Regions from separate parts of the Mus musculus genome. Here region 2 is linked to region 1. A link is a contact called in public Hi-C data. All regions are on one chromosome and are shown on one strand. Each heading gives the region's core, a stretch centred on a gene start, on an enhancer-like site or on the middle of the called end of the contact. The rest is flanking DNA. Distances are from core to core; before and after follow the strand shown. Region 1 holds the start of 9130015L21Rik (RIKEN cDNA 9130015L21 gene). Region 2 has its middle 50 kb from the start of 9130015L21Rik.

Region 1 (3,670 bases), core at 405-2,904:
AGAGTTCCCATCCAGGGTGGTCTCTGACGGGAATGGGAGAATCTAGGGAAAGTTTTGATGAAAGAACATTAAAACAGAACCATATTTTGGGGGCTGAGATTTCCAACTTGGAGTCCAAACAGAAAGTATTAAAGGCTCTCTACAAAGACAATGCTTTCCTCCTTCCCTTTGGGGCTGAGATGGTAGAAGTTTCCTTGCTGTTACTGTTTGCTTTCTTAAACACAAAAGCAAGTTTAGCTCGGAACTCCAGGATGGAGCTGGGGAGAGAATGATCCATTTATTAGAGCAGAGGAGACACTTTCCAGCAGATCTGCAGGGAAATGCCCTTTGCCTGCAGGCCCTTGGCGCCCAGGCTGGGCTAAGCTGATTAAAGCTCCATTCAGAATCGCAATAACCCAAAAGCTATGCTGGGGCCACTGATGGGCCTTAAGATTAGCCACTAAACTGATCGCTCTCCCTGGGATTGTGGCTGTTGTATTTTTGGAAACTGAGCACTTAAAAAAAAAATTCTATTTTCTCATGGCTTTCCGTGCGAACCTCATTAATTTCCCGAAGTCTCTGCAGAAGAACAATTGCTGTAATTCCATCTGGCAAGGTTCTAAAGCCTGAAAATTTCTCATAGAAAATAAAATATATGGAAAATGAATAGACACACTTATATATGACCTCTGTAATAGATGGCCCAAGTATACATAATAGGCTACACTCTATATACAAACACACACATATGTGTATATAAATATTTTTTTTCCTTGCCTTTCTGCCCTTATCCTGGAATTCTTAGCAATTTGGCCTGTCCCTGCTTATTAATGATGTTTCCAGAGCAGAGCTCATTGGTGCATTTTCAGCAATGGGCTGATTAATAGGTGGGCACCGGGGAGCTCTTTGAAAGCCAGGGCATTGCTGGCTTGTTGACCTTGATGCTCAGGGGATAGTCTTGCTTCAAACTATGGAATCTCAGTTAGCATCATAAATTGTGGAGCCACTGGTTTTATTACCCTTCTGCCTCCTGCTGGGAATGTTGTTTCTCTTTAATAATGGGCTGAGCAGCAGCAATGAGCACCCCTCCTCCTCCCTCACTTGCCCTGTGCATTCCTCTCCCCCACCTCCACTCTCCACCTCCTGCCTTGATCATCAAAGAGGAGGCACAAACACACTCCCATGCACACACAAATGTCACACACACACACACACACACACACACACACACACACACACACACAAACACACACACACACGCTCCTGGGATCATACATATATACAATATCCATACCTGTCACCCTCCCTCTGTTTAGCTGTAAGACTTAGTCAGGACGCACCCCCTTTTCCTGGCTTGGCATAACTAAATCAAGCAGGGATTTTCAAAGGCTTAAAAAAAAAAGACATCAAAGCAAAACAGAAAGTAGCCAGTCCAAGGATATATGAAAAGCATAAAAATAGTCTTGTTTTCAAAATAGAGAATTCTAGAGTCTCAGTCAAAATAGTGACAAGTGGCCTGCTTTCTTAGTAGTGTTCTCAGAAGAGCAACGGTGACGCTGCTACTTCTGTTTCTTACCTCTCTTTTTCTGCAAGAGCCATCCCCACTTCTGGGCCCTCGGTGCTTAACCTCACAGACAGGCTCCAAGATCCTAGACCTGGGCTAAGGGAGCCTTCTGATTGATCCAAGCTCTCTCTAGCTCATGCGTCACATCTCTTCTTCTTCGTTGCCACTCTTAGGGAGGTGGGGGTTGGGTGTTCTTGTCCATCAAATCCTCTTTCCAGTCAAGAGTATTATGTTTTTCTCCCCTTTCACAATAAGCACACAGTTGTAAATTTGTGTTTATTTATGGGTGCATTTGGTTAATGTCTGTCTCCATCTCTGGAATGTAAACTCTTTTAACTAGGGATCCCACGTCTGATTACACTCAATCCTCAGATCCTCAGCGTCTGTCCTCTTACCAGGAATAGAGTTCACATTCAATAAATATTTGTTGATGGGATAAATAGCCCTTCTGTGTTAGATTATACACAGTGTATGAATGACTCCTCGGATCTTACTCGGGTCCAATGTCTTGAATATCTCTGTGCTATCCTACATGTTATTACTGTCTTGTTCAGATCTCCCTTGCTGAGATTCCCCAGAAGGTGATCAGTAGCTAGTGGCCAAGTAATATGGAAATAGAGAAACCAGACTCCCTGTTTCAAAGTGAGAATTCTGAAGTCTGTTCAGAGATCCTAAGGCCCATATTGTTGAGACTAGACTTCAGCTGAATCTGTGTATTAGTGTTTGATAACTGTAACAAAATAACTGAGACTATTTATAAAGAAAAGGGGTTCATTTCAGCGCATCATACCTTATAATACAGAGAGATGAAAAGTTAGACATATAATATTAGTAACAGTATGGTCTTGTTCTGCTCTATGTAATTTTTTCTAAATAACATATATTTTGTCTTCACCACTCAAAAGCATGTATTATTGTTACCTCTATTTGACAATTGTAAAGATGCAGCTCACATAGTGCTGGGATTTATCTAAGACTACACTAACAAATGTTGGGGCTGAGATCTGACTCCGGTGTCTGGACAGGTAGCTGGGGAGTGTCCTCTGCTCAAAGGTAGTCACTATTCTGCTCACCTGGGTAGAATTTTGTACTCAGAATGGCTACCGTTTTACATTATAACTTATATTTCTTGGTATATTTTCATGGTGTATAAGTAATGGCTTAGAACAAACATCTTTTAAAGACAAAGATGCTGACAATAATGATGCTGCCAACTCTTTTCAGAGGGTGTGAGGAACTCAGAGCTGTCTGCACATCAGGGCTTCTCATGGTCCACGTGTCTTCCATTACTGGTAATGGTTGCCCTTTCCGCCGCAGAGTCTCCATCACTAAAGACAACCACACTGCTGTCTGGGCTGTAAAGAGGCTGTCACTCAAGATGCTGCGTGGAATATCACTCATTGATTCTTTAGTGTCTAATGAGTGTCAATTTGGGTGACATGTAAATGGAAGTGTGGCCAGAGTTCCCAGACTGAAGGGTAAGCTTGTTCAGGCTGCTTTGCTCTGACTCTCTGTGACTACCTGTCCAGGAGCTCGCCACGAGTGCCAGAGTCAATGGTTTGCTGCAACAAATGGGAAGCGTCTAATGCAGGAACCCCATGTGATGGTCAATTGATATGTCTATCTGGTTCCCTTTTTAGTCTACATTGGCTAAAACAGTTAGATTCTGCTAATACCAGCACAGTTATGTTCCTATGGAATGATGCTCATAGGACACCTAGGCTTGTGGGATTGAAATCATTTATAACATCTTATGGGCAATGGAAACTGCCAGGCTTTGGGGGTGCCCAACCATTGGTGATCTGCATTGTTCAAAAGGAGAAATTGAAAACATCTCAAAGGAGAGAAGTTTTGTCTACTCCTGTCAGTAGCAGAGCTGGATCCCTGACTCAGGCCTGCCATACCAGCTGCCATTATTGGCTGTGGAATCAAGTAGTCTAGGCTTGACCTGGGCTCTGCCTCCATGTCCTTGGCTAACTTATTTGATCTTTCTTCATTTGGAAAACAAAGATTAAAAACAATCTTAAACTGCCTTCTTCAAAAATACATTATTCATAATTCTCCATCTACCCCATACTTGGTTCCTTAAATGTATTCATTGGTGATATGAATTATTATGGCCAATGT
Region 2 (3,670 bases), core at 439-2,938, 51 kb before region 1:
CTGGGATTCTGTGACTTGGAGAATCTGCTCTGCCTTTTGATGGAATCTTCATCGCTATGAATGGTGCAACTTCATCCACAGAGTTCTAGACAATACCTGTGTGCTTTGCCAGCCACGTCTCCAGATTCTTGGGAACATAGAGAAGAAAAAATGGGATGAGTAGAATTCTCATATCCGTGGAGCTCAGGAGATGCGACGTCAGCACCACATACTGTGATGGCAGAACTTTGCTCTCTTCTCAGGTGCCAGGCTCCGTTTATTCTCTTCATCTTCAACTGTGAACTCTTCATTAGTATTTGTTTCCATTTTCACGGGACTTAAGGACAGACACCAACACTTCCGACTTAGGACAGAAGTGTTCCTTCACGGCTTCTACCAAATGCTGTTGCAGAAACCCCATCACGATGAAAATGAGGACAACATAACATAGAAAGAATTTTCTATGTATAATAAAGGTATTGGGGAGGCACTAGTTACATGCACAAAGCTAAAAGGCTACTTGAAAATCAAAAGGTAAAATTGAGCAGATTTTTTTCAAATGATGCTAATTACTACTTCAAAGAGCTTTTTGAAATAATTTATTTACATTTTTTTTTTGATGTTTGCCTTGTGTGACTCAAATGTTGAGGAGCACAGGCTGCTGAGATTGGGATAGGTGCCCTCAAGTGTCCCCAGTTCCGTGTTCCTTCACAACATCTTGCTGCATTTCCATAATCTCTCTGACTCACAGCCGCCTGCTCCCTACCATGCGATCATTGTTTTGAACCGCACAGATTTCGACGTCAGAACCAGCCACTTCGTGTTTTTTTTTTCCACCAAACAAAATTAACTGACATGCCAAACCAAAGCAACCACAAGGAAAACTCAGCCGTGTGCTTTTGCTGAACTTGGGTGGAGGCGGCTTCCAGGACTAGGACATCAATTAAAGGGACAAGAGCATCCCATTCTCTATGTGACTGTACCTGTCATAGGGCTTTGCTAGCTGGGGACCACTCGGACTGCCTCTTCTTTCCTCATTGAGAATACTTTTAATCTTATCAGTTCTATGGTCACTCCTGGACTTCATAGTTACCGTTTCTTTTCTCAGTCTTAAAGCTAATTTGGAATTTGCTTCTTAGGACCACAAACTTTCTCAGACATCAACCTTATTTACATCTTTGTCTGTGGAATATTACGTTATTTGTGTGTGAGAGTACTTAAGTATGTTAACTCACCATATAGGCAATCACTTATCAGTTCTTTGAACCTTGGCCGCTTACTTAGCATGGTTACCTTGTCTGAAGAAGGCTGTGCCTTAGTTTTTACAGATGCCCAGCTTCTGGTTGTCTTCTTCCTCATTATTCCAGAGACCAGAAAGAAAGATTAAAGTAATTTTTACCTCCCTGTCCTCTAAGAGAACCAAGGTCTTGAAAGACATGCTTGCTCCCCTTTGTCTAGAAGAGAACTGGCTTTGATTTAGGAAACCAAGGCTGGTGGAGACTGACTCTGCTGGGAGTAACTCCCTTTGGGGCTCAGTTCTAGGTGTCAAGGAGGCTTCAGAGCTGGTCTGGCTTCTGCTGACAGCTCTAAGAGCTAACCAGCTTGGTATACAGATCCCATTTTCTCCTGCCCGTCCTCTGCTCTGTTCACTCTGCTTAATAGAATGGCTCTGCCTTCTCCTTAGTGAACTATTTTCAGTCAGTGAATTTCCAGAGCTTGGACTTCACTCTCATTTCCAAGGTTGAGCATGTGATTCCGTCTTTCTGGCCTCAGTTCAGAGGCAAGAGTGGGCATGAAGCCAGATGAAGGAGTCTCAGTTTCTCACACTGGGGAAACCCTACTCATCTTTCAAGACCATGGACTTGACTGCTCCGTAGTCTCTACTCCCACAGAGCATGTGCTACCAGTTCACACAGAACCCAACTCCAAAACAAAACAAAACAAAACAAAACCCCACCAACTCTCTCCTTTTTGTCTGTCTTCTTCTGGGCTGGGGAGTATAGGGACAAAGGTTATTTTTAGCTCACTGTCAGTAGCTCAGAGGGAAACTGCACTATGGTAGGAATTCAGGCAACATTGGCTGACTGAGGGGAGGGGTTGTAGAAGGGGGCTTCTATCTGGACAACGGGGAGGCTCTGATTGAATGCAGGGACAGGGCTCAGGGCCTGGGGTTTGGTGACATGACACTTTGAATCTGATCTCCAAAGAGCCTTATTAAGAAAACAGTAAAGCTGAGAATTGCACCAGTGTCTCCAGCAGACTCCCAAGTCCCCACTAATGACTCCTATTATAGCTTTCCATTGCTTCCTGTTTCCCCAAGAAAGTCTCACATTGTCATCCCGGCCTGTTAAACGTTCTGTGGGCCCATTATCAAAATAGCATTTTCAGCTTCATTGAACACATGTAGGAAATGTTGTCGTGTTTAAAAGGAAAAAAAAAAAGAAAAAAAGAGCTCACAACTCTGAGAATAAGCCCAGATTGTATTGGGGTAATTATCTCTTCTCCAATAGCTTTTTGGAAAAGAGGATATTTCTAATTTTTTTTTGGAAAGCTAAGCTGTACATCGAAAAGGCTAAAGTTGTCACCGATTAGATTAGTGACTCAACAATTGAAACTTGACATTCAATTAATTTCTCCTTCCCCCACCTCCTGCTCCGTGCCTCGCAGGACAACCTTTCTTCGTAGTAATAAAGACAGATTGCACACAGGTTTCTGATGGGTGTTTGGTGCAGGGTCATTTCTGACTATGTTTCTGTGGAAGTGGAAAGCAAGCCTGCAAATTTAAGTGGTGAATGGATCCCAAACATGATACTGCGGGGGTTCAGACCAGGGTCACTCCAGATAGAAGGCGTGGCTCAGAGGAATGCATGTGCTGCAAGAGAGAGGGGACCAAAGGGACTGGAGAGGCCCAGCTGTAGAAGTGCATCTTTGGTTCATCATCAGCTGCTTAATGACCATTGTCTGAAGCTCTCAGTGTGATACCTTTAACAATACCTCTGCAGTCAGAAGGGCTAGAGGCTGAAGTCCAGCTCTGCCATTAATCAGAAGCACAGTGAGTGCATCACTACTATTTTTTGCAAGCTTTGTTATCCTCACCTGCAAATTCTGGATGGAGACATTAGCCTCATTCATTGTTAGTTTTTCCTTCCTTACCTATCCCCCCCCAACCCCCTCCTATACAATCTAGAGCAGAAGACCTGGCCTGGGTGGCTCGGGATGCTCTGACACCAGTGAAGAAGTGAGGCTATGTCATATAATGACAAACAAATGGCTTTTAGGGACACAGAGGGAGCACAAACACTGGTCAGCCTTTCAAAGCCAAGGGAGGCTTTCTAGAGGTATGCTAAGCAAGTTGCCAGGAAAGAAGGGCAGGCATTTCTTAGTGATAAGTAGAGAGGGCTTATGGCCAAAGGGCCAAATGACAAAAGTGTCATTTCAAGGGCATGTGAGGAAGTTGAAGGTAGAGAAGAAGGTTGACTTCAGTCCTAGGTTGACATCCATATTATATAATAAGGGCTACTCAGACTCCCGCGGACTTTGGATTGCCTGGATACTTTATTAAGCAGTTGTAGCTTGAACTGTGAGAGAAATGTAAACAGAAGCCTCAACAGGATACCCTCTCATATCTCTTAGTGTGGTGCCACTATCATCAAAAAGGTAAGGATAAGCAAGGCTGGCAAAGACAGGGAAA

What was found. Hi-C and Micro-C count contacts between places; a contact is called where the count stands out from the background.
Region 2: a contact with region 1 is called in a Hi-C map of uterus. The contact joins the enhancer-like site here to the promoter of 9130015L21Rik in region 1. A contact is called at or near these places in 1 of 15 datasets of contacts at CTCF or cohesin (the NIH/3T3 cell line) and 2 of 484 Hi-C or Micro-C datasets (peritoneal macrophages and uterus).

The regions. Positions count from the first base shown.
Region 1 is chr2:160,014,637-160,018,306 of GRCm38.p6, reverse strand. It overlaps 9130015L21Rik (RIKEN cDNA 9130015L21 gene), which reads right to left and starts at 1,654. Exons shown (of 4, transcript NR_040499.1): 1 at 1,556-1,654.
Region 2 is chr2:160,065,184-160,068,853 of GRCm38.p6, reverse strand. No RefSeq gene overlaps it. Among named protein-coding and RNA genes, the nearest start is that of 9130015L21Rik, 50 kb to the right of the region's middle. Within about 2 kb of position 1,688, at least 48 of the 459 cell types and tissues checked have an H3K27ac peak or open chromatin away from gene starts, as enhancers often do. A contact at or near this core is called in uterus, where this site is marked.